Linked DNA regions of Bactrocera dorsalis: region 1 is linked to region 2. A link is a contact called in public Hi-C data. All regions are on one chromosome and are shown on one strand. Each heading gives the region's core, a stretch centred on a gene start, on an enhancer-like site or on the middle of the called end of the contact. The rest is flanking DNA. Distances are from core to core; before and after follow the strand shown. Region 1 overlaps LOC105231143 (protein bunched, class 2/F/G isoform). Region 2 holds the start of LOC105231143 (protein bunched, class 2/F/G isoform).

Region 1 (3,844 bases), core at 1,315-3,814, 38 kb after region 2:
CTCTTCCTACTATCTTTTTTTACTGTTGTTAATATGTGGAATGCTTGAGTTGCTCGGTTATTTTCGCTGATAGTTGATAATAGCAAAACGCAATTGTCCTTATGTCCGCCACCGTCTCATCATCACTTTGCAGTGATATGCTATTTGCGACATGCATAATACGTGATAAAGAAAAAATGTCATTTAATAAAAATAAATTCTTCCAAATGATAGCATAGTAGCAACGCAAATTCTTTAACTAATTGTGTGTATGTATATACATATTTAATGCATAGATTATATGAATATCTATACTTTTCATACACATTTCTTTAACATTGACTGAATAATACAAATTATATTTTATGTGTGGAAATATATTATAATCGCAGTAACCGAACGCTTTGGGAGCATGTCTACCATTCGTTAAGAAGTGGGTTCAAATCTTAAATGCATTGAGTTGTGGAAAGTCACTCTGCTACCAAAAAGCTTCTCAAAAAATGGTATTAGCTATACCAAGGGTAGTCATATCTCCTTGGCTTTGCTAACTCCTTCACTACACTAAGCCTAAAACATTCTCTTACTGAATCCACAGCGACCTTATTCACCAACTTCTTAATGGTCATTCAAAGACCTCAGCATTTTTGTTAATGACGTTAATTACGCAGCCGTAATAAGATCACCTGAATACAGCAGAAAGCAGCTAAATAAGATACATAAAAGTCAAATTACTGCCGTCCGAACTATCACAGAATGTCTCCTGATCTACCCCTTCATACACCTATACAGTAAGGTCCGCATGCTTCTGGTTTAGGAACATAATGCACTCCTATCCGAACAGTTTCTGCGGAGATATAATGTTTTCACTGAAATCATCAGTGCAGTCGTTTGCTTGAAGCGCTACCGCCTCCTAGGAACATCAAAACAAACATTCCTACAATATGTCGACCAACTTCAAAAATATACCGACTAAATTTCACACGCCATCAACTTCAGACGTGTACTGAAATCCAATCATATCGGACCTTTTAACACTTTCATCGACTCTCCCCCGCAATTGGCGTCCTTCAATTGGAAACTCTAGCCATCGCCGTCCGTGAGCTCCAAGGTTAAGCAGGCGCAACTACTTTCTGTATACTATAGCAGGATATACTCATAACTATCCAAAATATACACCGACAATATACTAATACTGCTTGCAAAGAGTCGTGGCATAACACCAACCACGTCTTTGCAAGCACCCTTAAATGCATTCACTTAACCTCGTCTGCCTTTGGTCCGACCGCATCGAAACCGCACTTTTTCTATCGAAGCTAAAGTGATCTCTCTGTGTAATCTAGCCCCCAACTTATTCTGGTATAACCTCTCAAATAAAGCCCAGTATCATTTTATCAGAAACTGTCATATCCAAATTTTTGACTAGCGTCCGAAAGCAGCAATGATTCAGACTTATCGACATATTAGATTAGGCTAGGTTAAGTTCGATGGCTGACCCGGAGATCGCATTTGGACGGTTGTAATGCCATAAAAGCAGAACTCCTCTAGTCGATCTTATAAGTCAGCAAAGGAAGTGCTGAGACGTTTTCACCTCGTCTTTTTCCATACAGCTTCTGCAGCTGGCATCCAGTAAGATTATCAACAGCATGGACGATGGTAGGGCAATGGCCGGCTGGAACCCATACAACTAGGGAAAGGCTAACCTTACTGAAGGTTAAAAGCTTTCAGATCTCTTACGATCGATCATAGGCCAAAATGATCTTGTGACAGCGCTTGAACCGATGGTGGCCCAGCGTTGACCAAGATCCCGCGAAGCCCAGCTATCCAGTTGTAGAAGACACAACAAGAGGGAAGCACCATCATGCTCTCATTCTACTGATAGCGCGGCTTTCCTTGTCAACTGGTCAGCTTTACATTTATCGATATAACTGTAGGCGGACTATTTCTATGGAACCGGCAATCCTATGCTGTCTAGGTGGCTTCAGCTAACTTGTGGAGTTATTATTTTTTTTTTTTATTGAATAATTGCCTTATTTTAATCTACTATTTATAAAAATCTAATTATTTTTTTTTATAAAAAATTCGAGAAGTTTTGCGGCTGGACAGAGTACCACAAAAAGTTTCGAATCACGTAATAATGACATGAATCACTATACATACATATACTTATGTATATATGTTTACATATCTGACTATATGTGAAAAGAAGAGGAACTCTCTCGCAAACCACACCGGCTCATGGGTTCATTGTTGTAACACTTCAGAAGTCGTAATAAATAAACGAATGGGGCTAAGTCATTAAACGATTGATTGTTGATTTTATTATAATTTGTTTTTATTTTTTCTTATGTTGTTTCAATAATCATTTGCTTTTCTTCATGCTTCTCCCTTGTTGTTATATAAGTTTGTGTTGTTTTTGTTTTTGTTCTTGTGATTGGCGGCGCTACTCACAAATTACGAGTAGTAAATAAATTCATTGAACTTTTCGTTAGCTTTCTACTATGGTGTCTCGCTCCCTCCCTGCCAACACCTTTCGTCGACTCAACACACAGCACAATGATAACACGATCGTTTCAAAGCGAAAAGTGAATGAATATGGTGCACTAAGGAGGTGAATATTTCGAAAACGTATTTTATAGAGAGGGGAGCATACTTGTTGTTCGTCGCGAGCTGGTGGCGAGCTTTGAATTTTGCTTTCATTCGCTTGCATTTATGCACTTCAATAACGAAATGTGTGTGTGTGCGTGTGTGTAGTTGTTTTGGAAGAATGGCGCAATTTGAAAATAAAATGTAAATTTGTAAAAGCAAAAACATACAATTATCAACAACAACAAAATAAATGCCCGTGCATATAAGGTTGCTTAGGCGCGCTCCATTAGTGAACAAGCTCAAAAGCCACTTTGTTTCGTTTGTATTTTTTTATTTCTCGAAATTTCATTCACATTAACTGCTGATTTGTTTTCACACCTACATACATATGTACATATGTACATATGCATTGATGTACATATGTAAGTGTGTGTTTTTTCTACGTTTATTCAAGGGAAGTGTAAAAACGAGGTTGCACGTGTTGCTCAAGTGCCTCAAAGTACTCTATTTTGACCACATTCATTGACCGCATTTCTTTCCAAACTTCTGTTGGCGCACGAATCGCTTCACGTGAATAATTTGTATTTGGTAAAAGTATTTTATCATTATGCAACTTAATGATAGAGGTTGTTACAATTGGTAAACGTTAGAAAATTGATGAAATTTTAATTATTACTGCGCGCCATTTTGCATTTAATACTTTAAAATTGGATATTAACTAACTTTCGGGTATTTCATGCACCCAGTTGTCACTTAAAACTATGTGGGGTACATTAGGGTGTGCAATAAAAAAAGTTAATATTTAATTTGTGTATTAAAATGAGCCTATATAAAGAGAAAGAGAGATTCATCCCAGTTATAACTTGAAACTATATTGGACCAACACATTAGGGTGCGCCAAAAAGGGTAATTTGGAATTTGTTGGTTAAAGTGCAAAAAAAATACGCAAAAAAACAAAATATCCTTGCTGAAATTAAAAAAAAATATACTTGAATTTTATGTAGAGGCTATGCATGAGGGTGTTGAAAAAGAGTAAGTAAAAAATTGTTTGGATTAAAGCGCAAAAAATATGCAAATAAAAAAAATATACTTGAATTTTATCTCTCTCTGATAGACAGGAAAAAATATGCAAATAAAAAAATATCCCTAATATCAGTTTAATAGGTTAAAGTGCAAAAATATCCCTGCAATAAAAAAAATATACTTGTATTTTTTGTTTGATATCGAATTTAGCCGTAAGACCGGAAAAAATATGTAAAAAAAAAATATCCCTGCAAAC
Region 2 (4,148 bases), core at 203-2,702:
GATGTGAAATACAAAATATTATTGATAAAGGGTTGAAGAATCAACCCTTCTGGTTTTCAATAAGGCAATACTTTTTTCGATTCCACAATCGATGACGATGGAGTCGACGTTCCATTGCCCGACCAAGAAGAAGTTCGAATAGCAATTAGCCGTCTGAAAAGCAGCAAAGTGGCGGAGGCTGATGGATTAGCTGCCGAGCTATATAAATGCGGCGACGAAGAGCACCTCTTCGTTGATTTCAAAGCTGCTTTTGAGAGCACGAAAAGTGTAAACTGACGTTGAACAATACCAAAAGCTTCTTCAGGATAGAGAAGGACCTCTGCGAGCCCTTCGATACCAAACTAAGTTTCAGACATGGCGACTCCCTATCGTGCGACTTCTTCAATCTGCTGCTGGAGAAAATAATTCGAACTGCAGAGCTGAATAGAGAAGGTACAATCTTCTATAAAAGTGTACAACTGCTGGTTTACGCCAATTATTTTGATATCATTGGCTAGAGCAACCACCCTTTAGTTCAGAAAATGAATGGATGAAAACACTCCGGCTCTGAGAGTGTTTCACGGAGTACCCGCCGGAAGAAGCAGAGGAAGAAGAAGACGTCCACTTCGTTGGAAAGATCAGATGAAAAAGAGCCTGGCTTTAGCAAAGAATCAAGCCGGCCATGTTGTTACAGTCAATGGGGAACGCTATAGAGCCATGACTCATAACTTTTTCCTATCTAAATTTGAGGATGTTGATCTGGACGACCTTTGGTTCCAACAAGACGGCGCTATATATCATACAGTGAACGAAACTATTAATTTATTAAAGGAAACTTTTGGAAAGCGCATTATCTTGCGTTGTTGGGCTATGGCTTGGCCTACAAGATCGTGCGCTTTAACATTTTTATGGAGTTATGTGTATTTGCTGACTACGGAGATAAGCCCGTGTCAATTGACCCCATGGATGAGAATATTCGGCACGATATGTACCAGTTAATGTAAAAAGTGGTCGAAAATTGAGCTTCTTAGCTGGAAATCATTCGAGCCAACTGCGGGAATCACTGGCTCGAAATGACTTTTACTATATAATGTCAAACTTCTATCTTTATAATAAAGCAAAATCCTTGGCTATAGCATTAAACTATATGTGTTATATAATTGTTATTTTCTTTTTCATTCATAAAAACAAAACAGTAGAGCCTTCTTTTGCCGCCCACAAATGAAAAGCGGTTGTGCATATTTCGAAAAAAAAACAGTAAATACTGTCTCAGCAAAGATTACAACCCTACTTTAAATGCCTCAATTAATATTTCCGAAGCGACATCTGCTGATAAGCGTGCGACATCTGCCGGCAAAACATTATCACAAACTCCTCTGTTAAGCTGAAATCCTCTAGTTTTGTTTCCCAAATACCGCATTCTTTCGTTTTCCTTTTCACTTTCGTGTTCCGCTTTGTGCATATCTTGACATTTTTGTATCTGTCAAGTTTCTGACATTCGTACATTAGCTCGTTCGTTCGCAGTCGTCAGTTCAGTTCGTTGTGAAAAAGGGTTTGTGGAAGTGAAATGTGAATTTACGCAGCGTTTAAACAATATAAATTGTGCAAAATAAAGTATGTCTAATTTTCGTGATATATAAGCTCATGCGCTGTGCTAAAGCTATGCTTGTAATTTGTGTATAATAGCGAATATTAAAGGCTCAGCTGCGTTTGGCTAGCCGAAGTATATTTCTTTGTGGCTGTTTGTGTGCGTGTGTGCGCGCACATAGCCGCTGCTGCAGCGGCGCTGTGTTAACGCGCTCTTCGTATATTTCTGGCGTTATTTTGTTGTTGTTGTTATTACATACTACGTTCTTTATGCGCTACTACTTTATCTTCCGTTTGTGTGTTCACTATTCGTTGATTCTCCGTTCGTCCGCAGCGGCGGCGACTACAGCGACGACGATTGCTCTCATCGTTTTGATTACGCAGCGCTGCTACAAATGTCAAATTTTTTGCCGTGTGTCATTCCACACTACGTCGTCGATTCTATTGGCAAAAATGAAATTTTCGCGAAAAGTTTCACTAAATTACACTCGAAAATAATAGTGTAGAAAGGTGTTAATAGCTGAAAAGTGTTAACCGTTGCATTAATTAACAACTCGCAGTGTTTTTTATGTGTATGTCGTGTTTGCAAATAAGTAAAATGTTTAGTAAATTAATGCAACAAATCGATGTGATTGTGTGTAGTCGCCTGCTGACTTTGGTTATGAACCGAATGATCCGAGAATAGTTTGGTGCTGCGGCAACGCTGCCGTTTTTTTGTTTCTGTTATTTGCTTATTTCACAGTTCGGTTCTTGATATATTAAATGAAAAAAATGTGAAAAATTAAGAAATAAGCAAAATTTTCACAAAAACTAAATTTTTGCCTAACGCATGGTGCACATATTGCGAAAATCGTCAACACCCCATCGTGTTATGGTAAAATAAATCATAGTGTGCTGTTTGTAATGTTTCTACCTAAGTTTCAGAAGAAGGAATATTTTAAATTACACGCGGCTTGTGTTTCGATAGATTATGTGAAATAAGTGTTTGCCAATAAGTATGCGAAACAAATAAATATTTACAAAACCTAGTTCAAAGCGTTGAAAAACGCAGAATTTGAGTTATTGGTTTTTAACAATGGAGGATAGAGTGAAATAGAATGCAAATGATAGGTTAAAAGGAATATATTTTACATCATCTATTTGCAACTGCGTTAAGGTCAACACCGGAATTTCTACGCCACAAATACATACAAGAAGTTTCAATTATTTTATGTTGGGACTTATTCTTTAATACTATGGTTATTCTATATATATATTTACATAAGACATTCTTAATTTGATTTTAATAATGCAGCGGATCTTATTGTACTATCAGTGTCAATGTCGCTAATAGAAAAAAATATAGTATATGTAGCCAAATAGTTATATGTACTTAATGACATTTTCTCGTTTGCCTAAGTGTTCCAACCGCATATGCCTGCAAGCCAATATGTCGGGTTTTCGCCCTCGAAAGATACAACGAAAATGTCGAAAAGAATTTTTGCATTCCAATCCATTTTGCTTTCCTCCAGTGGCTGGCTTTGTAATCGGTAAATAGTAGCGCCACAGCAGCGCAGCAGCATTTTTCCGACATCTAAAGCAATGGCAACGAATTTTCTCTTCTTGTACTTTTATCACTCTTGCGCTTCGCACTTTCATTTCTGGTTTGTCTGCATTTGCTTCATTCGGCTGTTTCGTTGTGTCTTCGTGGTTGCGGTCGTGGTGGCTGTGCTGTTAAAATGTTGATTCACTTTTTCACTTTCCTTTTGCCTCTTTCATGGCTGACTACTAACCGCCTCCAGCCAGCCAGTCATCCTTACTGGTAGCGGCTTTTTTCGTATGGAACTTGTACAACTTGTACTATCTCTCCTGTTGAAACACATATAAATTTATCAACAAACTGATGCACATATTATGCATTCGATGAGCAAGTAGTGAACCAAATTTCCATTCTTGAGTTGTTTACTTAAATAAATGCCATTGTATCATAAAAAATATATAATAGAAGCATTTTTGTAGTTGATAAGTTATCATATGGTTTTTATTATTGTTTATGAGATTTTTGACTTCATGAAACTACCGTTCATATGGTTGAATTTATGTTTAATTCCAAACTTAAATTATATGATTCATTAATTTTATTGTCAGTCCGTTTGACTCATCTCTTATTTTGATCACTTCTGTTTTACAATTTAGAGGTGTCAATCCGAGAACCACATTTTGCACTGCGTATTCTGTTTAAACCCGCATAACAGCTGGAAATAACAATGGAAAATTATTTTTCATATGCATATAAACAATTGCACAACTTTATTTTGATTTCAAATAAATCTACCGATCGTATATCAGTTTCCGTTTACTTCCATTTCCCCAACCTCAAACTGAATATGTATGTATGTAGGTCTGAAAGAGTATATGTATATTTACAATCGCCTACTTATATGCAAGCTTGAAGACACTTGCTTCAGAACAAAAGTTTACATTACAGTAACGATAGAAATATAAACACAATTTTATATCAAATCAAAATAAAGTCGTTGTTGCTCTTTTATCGCTATTTCCGTTCGAAATTTATGTGCCATAAACGCATATTTGGTTTTCAA

The links. A called contact is a pair of places that touch in the nucleus more often than the background predicts.
Region 1: a Hi-C map of whole body shows a contact between it and region 2, with 5 times the contacts expected there. The contact joins the enhancer-like site here to the promoter of LOC105231143 in region 2. A contact is called at or near these places in 2 of 2 Hi-C or Micro-C datasets (both in whole body).

What each region holds. Positions count from the first base shown.
Region 1 is chr1:102,087,822-102,091,665 of ASM2337382v1, forward strand. The region is part of intron 3 of LOC105231143 (protein bunched, class 2/F/G isoform); the gene reads left to right. Among protein-coding and RNA genes, the nearest start is that of LOC105231143, 37 kb to the left of the region's middle. Within about 2 kb of position 2,565, the one cell type or tissue checked has open chromatin away from gene starts, as enhancers often do.
Region 2 is chr1:102,050,955-102,055,102 of ASM2337382v1, forward strand. LOC105231143 (protein bunched, class 2/F/G isoform) reads left to right here and starts at 1,453. Exons shown (of 6, transcript XM_019992051.3): 1 at 1,453-1,593.